Linked DNA regions of Mus musculus: region 1 is linked to region 2. A link is a contact called in public HiChIP or PLAC-seq data. All regions are on one chromosome and are shown on one strand. The core of a region is the stretch at or near the end of the contact, and the rest is flanking DNA. Distances in the headings are between cores, read along the strand shown.

Region 1 (5,330 bases), core at 476-2,975, 220 kb before region 2:
AATGGGTCTTTGGCTACCTGACCTAGGCTGGGCAAATAGTCAAGGAGGCAGGAAGTGGGAGGCTGGGCCCTTTGCTCTCTCTCTGCCTGTTTATTGGAGTCCTGACCTGAGGTTAGGGAGAGGTCCTGAGGCACTGAGGCAGAGCTGACTCCGGAAATTTCCAAAGCACGAGGGAACAGTGTGAGCAGCATGTGATCACCACATATCTGACACGCAGGACATTTGCTTTGCTGTGCATCTGACAGTGAGCATAGATGCCACGCTGGGGGCTGTGTTGCAGACCACTCTGGCTGGGCGATCCCTTGTCATCAAGGTGGCCTCTGTCCCATGGGAGCGCTTCACTGAAAGAGTCCCTACCCTCACAGGCCCTTTAGGGACTCTGTGGTTGCCACTGGAGATGAACCTACCTCCTTGTGTGTCTAAGAGGAGTGAGACCCGGTTTCCCCGATTCTAAAAAACAATTTGTGGATGCTTTCGGTGGCGTTAACCCATTTTTTTCCTTGACCTCAGATGCACGAGCAGACACTGCAGGTATCAGGGGGCTCTCTGGACTTTAGAACCCCATGCTCCTTAACCATGACAATCCTCTATATATGGGAAACAATATTTTGTTTACTTAGTCTAGTCAAGAATACCATTAAATCTCTATTTCAACTTGACAGGACCTACAACCACCCAGGAGAGAGAGCTTTGGGTGCGTCTGTAAGGAAGTCTCTAGACTGCATTGACTGCACCGATTGTTATTGTCCTAAATGTGGGCAGTACTGTTCCTTGGGCTGGAATCCACGCTGCCTGGAAACGAGAGCATAAGCTAGGAACATGAGGGTTGATCTCCAGTTAAAGCTCAATGGCGATACAGTCCATGGTGGCGGGGAAGTCCCGGCCACAGGAGCAGGAAGCAGCGGTCATACCGGTAACAGTTAGGAAGCTGACGGAGAACAAGGAGGGAGGCTTAAACCTCCAGGCCTGCTCCTAGTTTAACCTACTTCCTCCAGTGAAGCTCCGCCTCCTAAAGGCTCCAAAACCACCACCCTCAGGGTACTGTTCAAAGAAATGACCCTAAAGGAGAATTTCATATTCTCACCACAACACCGTGAATACCTCACACACTAGGAGAAGATAGTAGATGGCTGATTACTCTGGGGATTCTAATAAAAAACAAGTAAACAACGCGATGAGTTTTAAGTTACGATAGTGCAGCTATAAACCAAACGGTGTGTGGCAGGGCGCAGGCTGCCAGCCTCTGTGAGGACCACGGCCATGTCGCGGGGTATTTGAACTAAGGTGTTGGACGATCAGAGGCTTTGCTATGGGGCAATGTGGTATGTTTGTGGAAGGGGACGCGGCAGTGTGGATGGAGAAGGGGTAAGCGTTTGGAGATGAAGTCAGAGGTGGGTGGGTGACAGCTCCCATCTCTGCTAGTCAGTTACTCTGTGAGTGCCCCAGGAGCTGAGGCAAGGGGAGGCCACAGCCTGCGGGGGGTGGGGGGGGATCCTTGGGCTGCTGGGAGGAGCAGGGAACTGAAGACCCTTTAAAGGCATGTAAGGCATGGATGTGCTGAACGTGGGTGAGTGGTCTCTGGAGGTCTAGAATCAGAGCTTGCCCAAGGCCAAGGAGTAACAGGCTCAGGATGCCTCAGATGTCTGAATGGTTAAGGATACAGGTGGAAATACTGCTTTTGTGGGGAGAGGGTGTGGGGCGGAGCAGGAGTGGAGGAGTGTAATACCTTAGATGTATTGCATCAAGTTTATGCTAAAATCACGTTGGCCTGTCAGTAAGTAGCTGAGCACCTGGCAGCTGGGGGACCAGCAAGACGCGGGGGGGGGGGGGGGGACACGACCCTGGAGCACCTTCCAACACCAGTTCTGGGCATACTGATGGCTATTAGGGTTTTTATTGCTGCAACAAAAGGCAAGTTGGAGAAGGAAAGAACTGACTTGGCTTACACTTCCATACTGCTGTTCCACCATCGAGGGAAATCAGATCAGAACCCCGGGGGGGGGGGGCGGGGCGGGCAGAGCTGATGCAGAGGCCATGGAGGGGTGCTGCTCACTAGGTTTCTTCCCCTGAATCACTCAGCCTGCTTCCTTATGGAAAGAACCCAGGACCATCGGGCCAGCGATTGCACCGCTCACAATGGCTGGGCCCTCTCCAACAGATCACTAATTTTAAAAAATGCCTTAAAGCTAGATCTTAGGGAGGCATTTTCTCAATTGAGGTACCCTCCTTTCGGTTAACTTTAGTTTGTATGTCAAGTTGACATGAGACTAGCCAGCCCAGTTGTCCTTCTTTCTTAATGGTCCTGATTGTGATCAAAGCCCTGGGTGGCCCTAAGTGGTCCAAGAGTCCATTTTCTGACCAATGAGATGTGCAGTTTGGGCGGCAGTTCTTAGTTTAAAAACCATGCATCAAGCTATTCTCCCTCTAGGTTTTGGAATGTATACTCATGCTGCTGCAGCATCTTTGAGACGCTGACCTGCAGGTGGCAGGGCAGGGACATGGGGAGGGTCTCTGAGGACACCACTGGCCTCTACTGTCTGCAGGGAGAAGACACAATGGACTGCTGACCACCCAGGTTTTTCAGGTTGGGGCATTGATGGACATGGGATTATAAGCCCCGTGATTAAGTATAATCACAGGTATGAACCTGGGAAAACTACCTAGAAAGAGTGCAAACACAGAGGGTTCTGTAGGGATTAGGGGTGTCAGAGAGAGGCCAGCAGTAGACCCTGGAGGAAGGTGAATGTTAAGCTGACAAAGTCCAAGGATTTGGGGCACCAAGATGCTTCCATGTGGATCCTCAGTCCTTACCGTGTCTACCTGTTCTATGGGAAAACCTGGAAACACAGGACCCACCCACTCATCTCTCCTAGGAAGCCTCTTTACAATGGCTTGGCCTGGGTACGATGCCTACACCTGCCAGTGGGTCACAGTCCAGTCTCCATTGAACAGGTGCCAGGTGAAAAAATTCCATTAAGACCTTGGGAGTGCCACGCCCTGAGACAGACAAGTAAACTGAACTCAGCCCTTTGCTGTGGACAGTCTCGGACTGTTAAATGCACTTGTGAAGACCCTAAGGGCAGTTATGGCTTCTACACTAGTGTGGCTAAGGGCTTTATGCTGTCAGTCCTTTTCTGTGGTTCTCCAAATTCTGTTACTATGCCCTGTCCTCAAGATGGCTGTTTTTAAGTCTCTGCCATTCTCCTATCTTAAACCGAGACCCCAAAATAAAGAAGGCCATTTCCAGAGAGTTACGATGGGAGGCAGATCCTTCAAGAAGCTCCCACACATCTTACTTCCCTGTCAGGTAGGCTCGCCTTAAGGTCACTAGAGTAGTGTGTGTGTGGGTGGGGTGGGGGTGGGAGGATGCAGTGAGAACGTGACCAGACAGTTGCTCAAAGAACTTGAGTACTGCTGGTGGGTGTTGTGAGTTAAGGAGCTGGTTGGGGAAGGGGGTTGCCAAATGTTTACCATGACTTCTGGACAGGCCCAGGAAGTAGGCACTGTTAAAATGTTATTTAAAAAAAAAAAAACAAAAACAAAAAACAAAAACGATACAGCAAGTTTACAGGGATTAAACTCATGAACTAGAGACTATCCAGGAGAACCTGTCCTAGCGAAGGTAATCTGACGGGCATAGAGCATCGCTGCACTCTTTTCTCATCATGATTCCTGGTCATGGATTTAAGAGCAGTACATTGTAACGTCCAAGAATGCAAGAGTAAGAAACAGACCATGGCTGCTGAGACAGCTCAGCAGGTAAGCGAGCTTGCCACCAAGCTTGACCGCTGGGTTCAATACCAGAGACTCAAGCGTTTGAAAGGGAGAACTGACTCCTGACAGTTGTCCTGACTTCTGTGCCCACTTCCCAAATAAATAAATGTAAAAAATGCAAACTCACCTTACATATGAGGATACAGGTGGGCTGAAAATTAAGACAAAGGAAAACTACCATACAAACCGGAAAAAAGGAAAAAAAAGCAGAAAATGGTCTATTAGCATCAATAAAGCCAAGTTCTGAGCAAAGAAAATGACTAAGATGCAAGAGGGGTATTCATTAACAATAGAGTAGATCCCGCAAACCTGAACATGTATGCATCAAACAGAGCATTTACCAAGTTAACCACACCTGGTCCTAACAGCCCTCACAGCTTGCAAGAGGACTGAAAGCCCAGTGGCCACAATGGAATCATTTCTTCAAGATCTGAAATGGGACGAAAACAGGGAGACCTCCAGCTGGCAGGAACAGCACACTTCTAAATAATCCACAGTACAAAGAGGACACCGCCAAGGGCACCAAGCACACACAGACCTAGGATGCAACTAAGAGGAAGTTACAGCATAGTACATTAGAATGTCTGATCTTCAGCCCTAACTCCAAATCTTCAACTAGTAAAAGGAGCACAAGAAACAAACACAGAGGAACCAGAGATTAGCGTGCCCACTGTACTGACTTGACTGTCAGACTTGAGGTTTCCACGGGGTTTTTAGCTTCTTCTCGGAAGACTCCACAGCCAAAGCCATGTCTTGCCTGTATCTCACAACACAACGCATGTCACGTCTCACGCCCATGTCACGTCCATGTCACGCCCATGTCACGTCAGAAGACTATGCCCTTTAACTTTGCAAGTTCCGCTCTGCTACTTGTCTTGGTGTGGACTCCAGGGGCCCTGGGGCACCAGACACACAGCAGGCTTTTAGGAGGGTACTAAGTTCTTCACTGTTCTATAATTCTATCACTGGGGAAAAGCCTGCCTACTCCATTCCACTGAAGACATCTCTTGTGTTCCAGTTACTATTAGGCTGGGTGGGCCTAAAGAACGACAGCTTGAGAACTAAGTAGGTGCCTTCCATGCACACCTTGGGACAGTGATTTCTAGGGAACTGGGTCTCCCCACAAATGTAGGCCTCAATTGGCAATCCCACACAGTACAAATTCTGCTTGGAAGGAACAAGTGCGGATGATTAGAGGGTATGTGGGGAGCGGAGGACAAGCTGAGCTTGCTTTTCCCACCTTTACTTCTGCCATGGTCCCTCTGCTGCTGCTGCTGCTCTCGAAACTTCACAGCTTGGTCCTTAGAACAAGATGTGGAAAACCCAACGTGTCTATGTCAGGACACGCTGCAGATGGGCCAATACCAAATACCAAGCTACAATGAAGAAGCCCCTGAGTGCTACAGAACACAGGCATCTACTGTAGACTTTCATCCCTCAGACCATCCATACTGGTCCAACTACAGCAGGTTACAAGATTTCTAAGGCCTTTTCAGTGGGCCTGGAATGGAGCCAGAACTCAGATTTCAGCACTCTTCCTTGGGCCATTCTGAGGA
Region 2 (5,488 bases), core at 1,994-4,493:
GCCAGTAAGCAGCACCCCTCCATGACTTGTGCATCAGCTCCTGCCTCCCAAGTTCCTGCCCTGATTTCCTTCAGTAATGAAAAGTGGTTCAGAAGCGTAAGCCAAATAAACCCTTTCCTCCCTGAATTTCTTTGTTTGTGGTGTTTCACTGTAGCAATAAAAAACAGAAGTAGGCTATGTGTATTATTCCACTTTAAGAACAACATGAACTCTGGTTTAATTGTTGGAGTCCACCAAAGACCCTCACTCACAAAGACCACAGAGACTGCCATTGCTGCAAACTGCATGAGATTTTTTATTGATCCAATGCGTTGAGGACCTGCCTCTAAGCACGGAGGCAAGAAGAGAGACACCTGAACAAAGAAAGAACACACTTTTTATACCTTGTAAGGGACAGATTTAGGTAAAAGGGCTAGCTGGCTTATTCTCATTGGTGTAGCAAGTAACCCTTTCAGGCATTGGTTGGTTTGCATAGGTTGACTAACTTTGGCCTAGTGACTCACTTTGCCTGCCCTTATGGTAGGTTATTATGATTTGGTGAGCAAAGCAGCAGTACATTTTGAACTTATGGGTCAGCTATTAATGTCACAGCTATTAACGTCATGGGGAATTCTAGCCACAAGGTCAGGGCAGTTTGAGGGTTTTCTCAGAATTCAGTGTGGGGCTGGGTAGGGGAATTTTTCTGGGAACTGCTAATCTTCTTTTGGTGCCCCAGAACCTCTGGGTCCCTTTACGTGGAACGGGTCTCTGGGTGCAGCTGGGCAAAGAGTCAGCGGGAATGACAGATGCACACAGGAGATTGTGTAGAATCTGAATGTAATTTGTCAAGTCAAGCATCAAACTTTTTTTTAATAAGGTATTTTCTTCATTTACGTTTCCAATGCTATCCCCAAAGTCCCCCATACCCTCCCCCCACTCCCCTACCCACCTACTCCCACTTCTTGGCCCTGGCGTTCCCCTTTACTGAGGCATATAAAGTTTGCAAGACCAATGGGATTCTCTTTCCAATGATGGCCGACTAGGCCATCTTCTGATACATATGCAGCTAGAGACGAGCTCCGGGGGGTACTAGTTCATATTGTTGTTCCACCTATAGGATTGCAGACCCCTTTAGCTCCTTGGGTACTTTCTCTAGCTCCTCCATTGGGGGCCCTGTGATCCATCCAATAGCTGACTGTGAGCCTCCACTTCTGTGTTTGCTAGGCCCCAGCATAGCCTCACAAGAAACAGCTATATCAGGGTCCTTTCAGCAAAATCTTGCTAGTGTATGCAATGGTGTCTGCCTTTGGAAGCTGATTATGGGATGGATCCCCAGGTATGGCAGTCTCTAGATGGTCCATCCTTTCGTCTCAGCTCCAAATTTTGTCTCTAACTCCTTCCATGGGTGTTTTGTTCCCAATTCTAAGGGACACAGTGTCCACACTTTGGTCTTTGAGTTCTTGAGTTTCATGTGTTTTTCAAATTGTATTGTATATCTTGGGTATTCTAAGTTTCTGGGCTAATATCCACTTATCAGTGAGTACATATTGTGTGAGTTCCTTTGTGAATGTGTTACCTCACTCAGGATGATGCCCTCCAGGTCCATCCTTTTTGCCTAGGAATTTCACAAATTCATTCTTTTTAATAGCTGAGTAGTACTCCATTGTGTAAATGTACCACCTTTTCTGTATCCATTCTTCTGTTAAGGGACATCTGGGTTCTTTCCAGCTTCTGGCTATTATAAATAAGGCTGCTATGAACATAGTGGAGCATGTGTCCTTCTTACCAGTTGGGACATCTTCTGGATATATGCCCAGGAGAGGTATTGCAGGATCCTCTGGTAGTACTATGTCCAATTTTCTGAGGAACTGCCAGACTGATTTCCAGAGTGGTTTTACAAGCTTGAAATCCCACCACCAATGGAGGAGTGTTTCTCTTTCTCCACATCCTCGCCAGCATCTGCTGCCACCTGAATTTTTGATTTTAGCCATTCTGACTGGTGTGAGGTGGAATCTCATGGTTGTTTTGATTAGCATTTCCCTGATGATTAAGGATGCTGAACATTTTTCCAGATGCTTCTCAGCCATTCGGTATTCCTAGGTGAGAATTCTTTGTTTAGCTCTGAGCCCCATTTTTAATGGGGTTATTTGATTTTCTGGAGTCCATCTTCTTGAGTTATTTATATATATTGGATATTAGTCCCCTTATCTGATTTAGGATAGGTAAAGATCCTTTCCCAATCTGTTGGTGGCCTTTTTGTCTTATTGACAGTGTCTTTTGCCTTACAGAAGCTTTGCAATTTTATGAGGTCCCATTTGTCAATTCTTGATCTTACAGCACAAGCCATTGTTGTTCTATTCAGGATTTTTTCCCCTGTGTCCATATCTTCGAGGCTTTTCCCCACTTTCCCCTTTGATTTTCTCAAAGAACCAGCTTCTCGATTGGTTGATTCTTTGAATAGTTCTTGTTTTACTTGGTTGATTTCGCCCCTCAGTTGTCTACTCCTCTTGGGTGAATTTGCTTCCTTTTGTTCTAGAGCTTTTAGGTGTGTTGTCGAGCTGCTAGTTTCTTTTTGGAGGCACTCAGAGCTACCAGTTTTCCTCTTAGAAATGCTTTCAATGTGTGCCAAAAGTTTTGGTATGTTGTGGCTTCATTTTCATTAAAATCTAAGAAGTCTTTAATTTCTTTCTTTATCAAGGTATCATTGAGAAGAGTGTTGTTCAGTTTCCTCGTGAATCTTGGCTTTCATGTTGTTATTGAAGATCAGATTTTGTCCATGGTGATCTGATAGGATGCATGGGATAATTTCAATATTTTTGTATCTGTTGTGACCAATTATATGGTCAATTTTGGAGAAGGTACCATGAGGTGCTGAGAAGAAGGTATATCCTTTTGTTTTAGGATAAAATGTTCTGTAGATATCTGTTAAGTCCATTTGTTTCATAACTTCTGTTAGTTTCACTGTGTCCCTGTTTAGTTTCTGTTTCCATGATCTGTCCATTGATGAAAGTGGTGTGTTGAAGTCTCCCACTATTATTGTGTGAGGTGCTGTCCCAGAAGCTGTTAGCTTCTAGAGTCCACACTCTCACTTGCGAAGACTCGAGCATCAAACTTTTTATACCTAAGAATAACAAGAAACCAGGCGAGATACATTCACCAAGTTACAGTGACACAATACAAAAGGAATGTATATGTCACAAGAAGGCGTGGACCAGGACACTGCCACTAAGAAGGGAGACAGGTGTAAAGCTAGTCTATTGTTAAGCCCCCCACCAGGGGTTCTGCTCTAGCAGATATTCTCATGAATAATGCAATGCCACAACCCCCCTATTACCTGGGCCCTGATAATTTCTTGTATGAGTGTAACTTTTAAGTATCTGAGGAGAATATCCATTTGTCAGAAGAATTCACCAACTTGCTTCTAATATGCAGTGTAGCCTGTACTGAAGATTTCTATGTCAGTGGGATTTCCTAGCTCTTTCATGGTAAACCCACCTATCAGCTAGGCTAATTGTGTATTCCCTTGTTTTGGTGAGACTGGCTGCTGTCCCTTGTAAACACTCTGCAGACTAGCCCTGAGCTGCTCAGGCTTGGTTCTCTTGTAATGCTTAGTTTCACTTTGTCTACCGAGCTCCTTGGCTTCAAACATTTTCTAGGACATTGGAACACTGGCAAAGGCTGAGCTGTGTCAGAATTCAATCTTAAAGGGCACTTATAATAAGATAATACTAAAAAAGAGCACGTGGATCCATACACCAGACTAACTCGGGGATAGGGTAAGAATATATGGGTTATGAGAACGCCAAAGTTCCAGGAGGTGAGTTTCCCTAAAATTCTTTGCCTCTTGAGTGCTTCCAGGCCTCTCGGCCTGGCAAGCAAACTTCACCGGAGTGTGCGTGGCATTTTGGCAGTTGCAGACTTAGTCATTTTGATCGCTAGTTTGAAAAATCCCTTTAGAAAGGAAGGGAAGGGGTGGTCTTGAATTTATTTTGGATTCTACAAAATGACTTGCCCTGTGACTGTGTAGACTCTTGAGTGGTCTTTCCTTTTCTGAGCTCAGCCCTTGAACCAGCAGGATTATTTGGAAGCTTGTTTGCAATGCAAAGTCTTAGTTGGAAGGTGAAAAAAGGCTGAGCCTTCTTGGAGGAAAACAACAACAACAAACCCTTGGAAGGATTTGGGGCAGGGGGTTGTCAGTGCAGACTGCATGAGCAGGCCAGGCTGAGTTAAGTGATTCAGAGAGAGTGTGTGTGTGTGTGTGTGTGTGTGTGTGTGTGTGTGTGTGTGTGTGTGTGGTGTGGTGTGTTTCTGTTTCTGTGTGTATGTACAGGTTCAGGTGCATGCAGGGATTGTCTGTGTACAAGAGAGCCCACAGGAAGGTAGGTGCTGTCCTCACACGCACCACCAACTCCTGTGAGCAGGATCTCTCACTGTCTCCTCAGTCAGGCTACACTGAGTAACCAGTAAGCCCCAGGGATCTTCCTGTCTTTGCCTCAGTACTGTGATTGATTACAGCAAAATGATTTCACCAATTATTACCGTGGGGAGTGGCATGTGCCACAGCAGGCATAGAGAGGTCAGAGGACAATTGCAGAGTACATTATCACCCTCCATCTTACCACTCAGCCTGCCAGGCTTGCCTCACAAGTGCTTTTCAGCAGTAAAGCCTTCTTACCTGGTCCTGCACTTTACATTTGTGCCCAAGTTCTGAAGTTCAAATTCAGGTCTTTAGACTCACAAGGCAAGCATTTGATGACAGAATCACATTCCCTCCCCTCACAGTGGGACATGGTTACTATCAAAGTGTGAAATAGCACTGCTCACTTGGGATAGTACATATACTAGCTACACTATTTGACATGCCAATCCTATTAATAGAATGGGTTCCACACTCATTATTGAAATGGACTCAGAATCTGTGCTCTCTGACAATGTGCTGGAGGTTGTTGGTAACCACAGTGTGAAATAAACCAAGATAGGTCAGTGATGATGTGTACAGATTTACTCCTCGAGTCTCCAGGGAGTCAGCAAGATATAGGCACTGAGTCTAAACTTGGTAAGATACAAGTTGGGATATGACACAGGAGAGATCCTAGTGGCAGAAGCCCTCCTCTCCAAGTGTCCAGTTATACCTTGAAATCCTGTGAATTTTTTATTGGAACAATCACCCCAGATCTGTAGGCCAGAGAATACTCAGTCAAGGATTAGGTAATTGGCGCTTGGTTTTTATTTATTGCTGAGAAAATGACCTAATGCAATATGGTAGCAAACGGCAAAGGATTTAAAAAGCAATTTATTTAGTAACAAGAAATTAAAGGAGTTTTCTCATTAGTCAAAGGAAAATTAGAGAAATCAAAGTAGCTGTTTTTTGTTTTTGTTTTTTAAATCTGATTATAATTATTTTGGAACTGTCCCGAAGTCCAAGTGTTGACCCCGATGCAGGAGAGATGGTAGATAGTTTAGGTGACTAGATCATCAGGGCTCTAGTGTAGTAATAGTGGGCAAATCT

The links. HiChIP or PLAC-seq counts read pairs in DNA pulled down with a chosen protein or histone mark.
Region 1: an H3K27ac HiChIP or PLAC-seq map of epiblast stem cells shows a contact between it and region 2. The contact joins two enhancer-like sites. A contact is called at or near these places in 11 of 484 Hi-C or Micro-C datasets (the AML12 cell line, the C10 cell line, embryonic stem cells and 4 more), 2 of 115 datasets of contacts at active chromatin or transcription factors (effector CD8 T cells and epiblast stem cells) and 4 of 9 other capture datasets (adipose tissue, embryonic stem cells, liver and 1 more).

Annotation. Positions count from the first base shown.
Region 1 is chr13:9,176,081-9,181,410 of GRCm38.p6, reverse strand. No RefSeq gene overlaps it. Among named protein-coding and RNA genes, the nearest start is that of Larp4b, 85 kb to the right of the region's middle. Within about 2 kb of position 1,725, at least 78 of the 459 cell types and tissues checked have an H3K27ac peak or open chromatin away from gene starts, as enhancers often do. A contact at or near this core is called in adipose tissue, epiblast stem cells and trophoblast stem cells, where this site is marked.
Region 2 is chr13:8,960,641-8,966,128 of GRCm38.p6, reverse strand. It overlaps Idi2 (isopentenyl-diphosphate delta isomerase 2), which reads right to left. Exons shown (of 5, transcript NM_177197.4): 5 at 5,194-5,488. Among named protein-coding and RNA genes, the nearest start is that of Gm23923, 7.3 kb to the right of the region's middle. Within about 2 kb of position 3,243, at least 30 of the 459 cell types and tissues checked have an H3K27ac peak or open chromatin away from gene starts, as enhancers often do. A contact at or near this core is called in adipose tissue, epiblast stem cells and trophoblast stem cells, where this site is marked.